Regions from separate parts of the Mus musculus genome. Here region 1 is linked to region 2. A link is a contact called in public Hi-C data. All regions are on one chromosome and are shown on one strand. Each heading gives the region's core, a stretch centred on a gene start, on an enhancer-like site or on the middle of the called end of the contact. The rest is flanking DNA. Distances are from core to core; before and after follow the strand shown. Region 1 overlaps Dhx57 (DEAH (Asp-Glu-Ala-Asp/His) box polypeptide 57). Region 2 holds the start of Gemin6 (gem nuclear organelle associated protein 6).

Region 1 (3,417 bases), core at 662-3,161, 54 kb after region 2:
AAGAATATTTGCTATCCCTGACTGGCCACTCAGTAATTTCATCAAAGAATTCATTTATTTATTGCCAAAGGTGGAACTTAGGCCAACTACTCATTAGCAAACATAAAAATAAATGAACCCCTTCAACTGATAGTGTAACAGAGGAGTTAAGACACAGTGCAGAGGGGCTGGTGAGATGGCTCAGTGGGTAAGAGCACCCGACTGCTCTTCCGAAGGTCCGAAGTTCAAATCCCAGCAACCACATGGTGGCTCACAACCACCCGAGATCCTGATGCCCTCTTCTGGTGCATCTGAAGACAGCTACAGTGTACTTACATTAAATAAATAAATAAAATTTAAAAAAAGAGTTTAAAAAAAAAAAAAAAAGACACAGTGCAGAGAGCTGGAGAGATGGCTCAGTGGTTAAGAGCACTGAGTGCTCTTCCAGAGGTTCTGAGTTCAATTCCCAGCAACCACATGGTGGCTCACAACAATTTGTAATGGGATCCGATGCCCTCTTCTGGTGTGTCTGAAGACAGCAACAGTGCACTCACATATATTAAATAAATAAATAAATGTTGAGGAAAAAAAAAAAAAAAGAAAGAAAGAAAGCCTGGCAGTGGTGGCATATGCCTTTAATCCCAGCACTTGGGAGGCAGAGGCAGGTGGATTTCTGAGTTTGAGGCCAGCCTGGTCTATAAAGTGAGTTCCAGGACAGCCAGGGCTATACAAAGAAATCCTGTCTCAAAAAACCAAAAAAGAAAAAACAAAAACAAAAAAACCCCAAAAAACAAAACAAAACAAATCAAAAACCCCACAGTGCAGAGGTAGAGGGGAGACAATTAAGAAACTATTGCACTTGGGCAGTTAGGTAAAATATTAAAGCTTGATTTTGAAGCTGAAGAGTTGGCTCAGTGGTTAAAAGCACCGGCTGCTTTTTCAGAGGACCTGGGTTCAATTCCCAGCACCTGATGGCTGTCTATAACTCCAGTTCCAAAGAAGCTTACAACTTCTGGGCTCTTCCTGTACCAGGCAGCAAGTGGTACCCAGACACACAACAGGCAAAAACCCCATATACATTCAGAAAAAACAAAAACCAAAACCAAACATTTATGTTGCTAGGGGTTTGGGGTGGGTAGGAAAGCTGAGGCAGGAGGACTGCAGTGAGTCTGAGGCCAGGCAGGGCTGCATGAGCAAGAACTTGCCTCCACATCGGCTCCTAGAACAGGCTTCTGTTTGTTAGTATACATTTTTAGTTGGAATATTTTCAGTAAAGCACTAACATCCTATATTAGGCCTAGAGACAAAGCAAGATGAGCCAATCTGTGGTACTGCTCAGGATGGTGCGAGGACACTCACTCTAAAGCTGTGGCTGGGTAACTGCTCTTCTATCTCTCTTGCCTCACTTTCAGCTAACTGTGTAGCCACAACAGGCTCCACACCAGCAGTTCTCAACCTGTGGGTCACGGCCCTCACAGGGGTCGCATAGCGGATATCCTGCACATCAGATATTTACATTATAAGTCCCAACAGTAGCAAAGCAGTAGTTATGAAGTAGCAACGAAAATAATGTTATGGCTGGGGGGGTCACCACACCATGAGGAGCTGTGTTAGAGGGTCGCAGCGTTAGGGAGGCTGAGAACCACTGCTTCACGGAGACAGTACCCAGTGCTGAAGGGCCATTTGCATTGCCAACGGGTTCTCCTCGGTATAAAATGTACTCAAACAAGATACTTTACTCGGATCCCGCGTCCGCACCCTGTTCCTGCAGATCCCTCAGAAGGGCTTTCACCTTCTCCTGATTCTCTGATGTCATGTGCAGCGTCTGAAGGGGCACTTTGGCTTTGGGCTTCCACTTAGGCCGTGTCTCTCCTTTGCTTTTGTTACTGTCGCAGGGCCTGAATTCAAAGTCACATGCTCATGAACAAAACTTTGATCCTCTTATCAGCTCCCAAATACAGCACACACCGACAGCAGATGACATCACACAGAGAGAGTGCTTTCTACAGTGTTTACTTGACTTTCCCTAGCTACCAGTTGGCATTATCCTCAAACTCCTCACAGTTTAAGGGTTCCCAGCCTACTCTCTGACAAAGACTGTTTGTTTGTTTGTTTGCTTATTTGGTTTTTGAGACTGGGTTTCTTTGTGTAGCCCTGGTGTCCCTCCATGGACCTTAAACTCAGAGATCCACCTGCCTCTGCCTCCCGAGTGCTGGTATTAAAGGCGTGTGCCTCCACCACACAGCAGCAGTGACATTTTTGAAGGGCCACTGTCTTATAGAAATTCTCACAACCTGAATTCGTCTTATTATGTTCCTATCTCACAGACCATTTATTTTCATATCCCTGTATTTTACCTCCCCCCTCCGTTTTTTTTAAAGACAGGATCTCATGTAGCACAGGCTGGAGTCAACTAGTTCTGTAACCATGGATCTGCTCAGTGGATCCTCCCGCCTCCCTCCACCTCCCAAATGGTGGGATAGCAGGTGTGGTCCACCATGATATCCCATTCTTCATCTTAAAGCCCCAGTCTATTTGGAGACTATCCCAACCTCCTTATTTCCTCTAGTGATTCATTCCATCATTTACCCTCTTTTAACTCAACTTACCTGGCACAGGGCTGTAACAGCCCAAAGAAAAAGGCCCAATTTTCTGAGTATCAGAAAGGCATATGTTGAAGAGTGGCAACTGTGGCCAGAGTGACTGAAATGTCCTACACTTGCTTCAAACCACTCTGTGCTTTTCTTTGTTAGCCAAACTCCCTCTACTGCCCCAGGGCCATCTGCAGTGAAGTCCCTCTGCTCTAAACTAACACAGTGAACTGCTCTTGTCTCCTGGCTCCCTTGCATTTCCCAGGCCTTCTGAATGCATTCCTGACTCAGCGCTTCACACTTGCTCTATCCCTCTACCTTCAATGGTTTCCTCTCAGAGAGGCTCATGGCTGGCTCGCTCTCTTCTTGTCTTTGTTCAAATGAACCTTTTTAGTGGATTTCCACATGACAGAAACTCAAGTCTAGCATTTTTTACACACCTACCTCACACAGTACTATTTTTTATATTTCTTCATAGCACTTACTGCCTCTGTGATACACTTAAGAATCTTAGGAATCTTTTATGACGATAAGTACAGTGTTTACCTGTTGCTCAATTCTAGTCTGTAAAACATTACCCAGGACATACAAGGTGCTCAATAGATAGCTAATGGATACTTGAACAGGCAGAACTCTAAGACCTATAATGTATGTGCTGAAAAACAAAGGATCTGCATTTAACGCAGAAGTGAGGTCGTAACCCAGTGGGTGAGATACAAACCTACTTTGGAATGACTCTGAAAGAGCCCGGTGTGATGGCATGATTGCAATCCCAGTAGGAGCTTAGGGACTGAGGAACTGCTGAGAGTTCGAGGCCAGCCTAGCCTCAGTGAGATCCTCTCTGCCA
Region 2 (3,516 bases), core at 658-3,157:
TGTGTGTGTGTAGGGCAACCTCAGGTGTCATTTTCAGGAAATACACCCACATTCTTTGAGACAGTGTCTCTTTGGTTCAGGATTTTACAATTAGACTAGTGAGCCCCACGGGTCCTTCTGATTCCACTTCCCAGCCATGAAATTGCAAATGAGCCATACCGGGCTTTTTTTTTTTTTTTTAATGGAGCCATTCCTAGCATTCATCAATATAATCTTGATGACTACTAAGCATATACATAAAGAAGAGACATTTCAATTGGCTGGTACTAATTGAGTGAATTAGAAAAGCTAGAAGCCGGGTGATGGTGGCGCACACCTTTAATCCCAGCACTTGGAAGGCAGAGGCAGGCAGATTTCTGAGTTCGAGGCCAGCCTGGTCTACAGAGTGAGTTCCAGGACAGCCAGGGCTACACAGAGAAACCCTGTCTCGAATTTAAAAAAAAAAAAAAAAAGCTAGAATAGTTTAAATATCTTGTATCTAGTTGCAACTGATTTTTAAATTTTTTTAATTTTTTTTTTTTTTTTTTTTTTGTAGCAGGGCTGGCCTAGAACTCACTATGTAGACTAATTGATCCCAAACTCCCTGCCTACCTCTGCTTTCCACAAGCTTGGATTAAAGTCCTATGCACCACATGTGGCCCAAATGCAACTTAAATTTCTGATAATTTGGACAGAGTAGGGACATGTCCTTGTTTCAAAAGGGGAAGAAAACATAAGCCAAACAGGTTTGCAGTAAAGAATGAAACTTAAAATGCAACTGAACAGTTGTCACAAATCAGTTGTAGATTTTTATTCTGTAGTTTTAAAGGTCAAACATTTTCTCCCACACTCTTAATAACTTGGAATTTACATTAGCTCTTGTAGCTTTATAGAGGGTTTTAACTGATAAACTCTAACTTAATCCATGAAATCTCATTAATATGAAGTCAATCATTCAATAAATGAAGGTTTTGGGAAGGATTATTTGATATGGAATTTCAAGTAGTAATTTTAAAAAACCGATTCATATTTAATGTTTCTGCTGCTTGGCTTGACAATCTTTTTTTTTTTTTTTTTTTTTTTTTTGAGACAGGGTTTCTCTGTGTAGCTCAGGCTGTCCTGGAACTCACTTTATAGACCAGGCTGGCCTCGAACTCAGAAATTCGCCTGCCTCTGCCTCCCGAGTGCTGGGATTAAAGGCGTGCGCCACCACGCCCACCTCTGGCTTGACAATTTTATAGCTCAGTTTTTGTTCATCGCCCTTGGTGGGTTTTTTTGTTGTAGTTGTTGTCTTGGCGGGGGAGAGGGTTGTTTTTTTCTCTTTTCAGTATAGGCAGAATCTTAGCATTTACTGCCTTGCACCACTTTTCAGTATCACAGTCTCGAAGATTCTGCAGTATGTCAGAGCCCAGTCAGCTACGTGCCCAGAAATCTGAAGCAGAAACAACATAATCCAGTGCTGCTTGGGAGGCAGAGGCAGGCGAAGTCTACAGAGTGAGTTCCAGGACAGCTAGGGCTACACAGAGAAACCCTGTCTCGAAAAAAAAAAAAAAAAAAAAATCCAGTGCTGATCTTCCCAACTTCACCACTGTTCTTGAGATTTACTGAGAACACGTCCCCAAAGGTGCACGCATTTTAACCGGCTCCAAAACGAGCTAGACCAGAATTCATGCCATTCACCTCGGCTTTTAGAGCCTTAAGGTTTACCCAGAGAGCTTTGTGTTGAATTCAGGGCAAAATCGCATTTTCATACCCCACTTAAAAAGCTTTGAGGTACGAACATTTTCCTCTTACAAAGATTTCTTGAGACGTTCACGGTGGCCAGGAGAACTCAAGTTCCCTTGGACACAACCTGCAGTGCAAGAACGGAGGCAAAGGACTACAGGATGGAGGATTCTGGGGGAAGGAAATGACGTCAGGAGCAAAGCATGCTGGGCTCAGGCGGGCCGACTCAAGCCCGCTCGGCGGCGTGTGAGCTAAGTAGAAATATAGCCAGGGTCTCTGCGGCGTTTCCCTGAGTCGTGCAGAGTTCTGGGTATGGCGGCCTCTGGACAGGACCTGGTGTTGGAGCTCTAGAGCTTCGCTAACGGGTCCTCAGCGCTTTACGAGAAAATTGGCGCAAAGCCCGTGGAGAGTCATCTAGAAAGAGTAGGTGGGAATCCGAGAACTCCGCATCAGTTATGTCTGTCAGGGGTTTAGGGCGAAATCCTTTTATCTAAGGAAAGCGGAACGGAAGTGGCTGCTTCTTCTTTTTTCTAAAAAAGATTTCTTTATTGTATATGAGCACACCACTGCTTTCTTCAGACACACCAGAAGAGGACATCGGATTCCATTACCGATGGTTTTGAGCTACCATGTGGTTGCTGGGAATTGACCTCCCAGTCGGTGCTCTTAACCGCTGAGCCATCTCTCCAGCCCCGAAGAGTTTGAGTTATCTACGGGCCAGGTTCAAAGCCAGGTTGAAAGCGGTATCCGGAATTGGGAGCAGAGGGTGGGACTAGACATGCCACAGGAGTTTTAAGAATTGTACCTGTGGCCATTCACTATTACCATCAGTCTGAATTATAAATACCCCTTCCCAGATATACTAAACAAAACATTCTCAAGAATTCTCCAAAGATAGTATCAGTTTCTTATACCCCAGATGGGCGTTTTGCTTGTTCTTCTGAGATCTGAGACGGCACACTATGTTACCAGGCTGGTCTCAGCACTACTAGTAGGTAGGGACTGTAGGTGTGAGTTAAGACTGGCTCTATGTATCAGTGCTTACTTGCATTAAGAAACTCGTTATTTTCAGGCAAATTACAGACTGCCTACAGAATGGCGATCATTAAGACATTTGCTTGGGCTGGTGAGATGGCTCAGTGGGTAAGAGCACTGACTGCTATTCCAAAGGTTCAGAGTTCAAATCCCAGCAACCACATGGTGGCTCACAACCATCCGTAAAAAGATCTGACTCCCTCTTCTGGATTGTCTGAAGACAGCTACAGTGTACTTACATATAATAAATAAATGAATCTTTAAAAATATTTTTAAAAAAAGACATTTGCTTGTGTGGAATATCCATAGTGATTAACCCAAATTGATAATGGTTCTAGATCTGGGCAACTGGTAACCATGAGCGAATGGATGAAGAAAAGCCCCTTAGAATGGGAAGATTACGTTTATAAAGAAGTGAGAGTGATAGCCTGTGAGAAGGAGTATAAAGGATGGCTTCTAACCACAGATCCAGTCTCTGCCAAGTGAGTATGCAACTTAATTTTGTGAAATGACAATCCTATGTACTGGCCCCGGATATCCAAGCTGAGAAGGCAGATCAATCAAAGACTGGTCATTCACACATAATAATTGCTTTTGAGCCTAACTGCTGCTGTTTTAACTATGGGATGCTGTAGCAAACTAAACATAGTTATAGGAATAGAAAAGAGAAATTCTCCCCTCTTCTAATTCTCCTTCCAGAGGGTCTCCTGTAGCCAAGGTTGGCCTTATTTGGCTATATAGTTGAAGATGATATTAAACTTCTGATTCATCTACTTC

The links. Hi-C and Micro-C count contacts between places; a contact is called where the count stands out from the background.
Region 1: a contact with region 2 is called in a Hi-C map of erythroblasts, with 2.0 times the contacts expected there. The contact joins the enhancer-like site here to the promoter of Gemin6 in region 2. A contact is called at or near these places in 12 of 39 promoter capture datasets (the 3T3-L1 cell line, 3T3-L1-derived adipocytes, the C10 cell line and 7 more), 1 of 15 datasets of contacts at CTCF or cohesin (pro-B cells), 22 of 484 Hi-C or Micro-C datasets (the 63-12 cell line, B cells, the C10 cell line and 18 more), 10 of 115 datasets of contacts at active chromatin or transcription factors (the 230-238 cell line, CD8 T cells, bone marrow-derived macrophages and 4 more) and 3 of 9 other capture datasets (adipose tissue, liver and pancreatic islet).

Annotation. Positions count from the first base shown.
Region 1 is chr17:80,276,505-80,279,921 of GRCm38.p6, forward strand. It overlaps Dhx57 (DEAH (Asp-Glu-Ala-Asp/His) box polypeptide 57), which reads right to left. Exons shown (of 24, transcript NM_001163759.1): 3 at 1,719-1,877. Among named protein-coding and RNA genes, the nearest start is that of Morn2, 12 kb to the right of the region's middle. Within about 2 kb of position 1,912, at least 4 of the 459 cell types and tissues checked have an H3K27ac peak or open chromatin away from gene starts, as enhancers often do.
Region 2 is chr17:80,222,544-80,226,059 of GRCm38.p6, forward strand. It overlaps Gemin6 (gem nuclear organelle associated protein 6), which reads left to right and starts at 1,908. Exons shown (of 3, transcript NM_026053.4): 1 at 1,908-2,127; 2 at 3,078-3,221. The coding sequence starts at 3,097.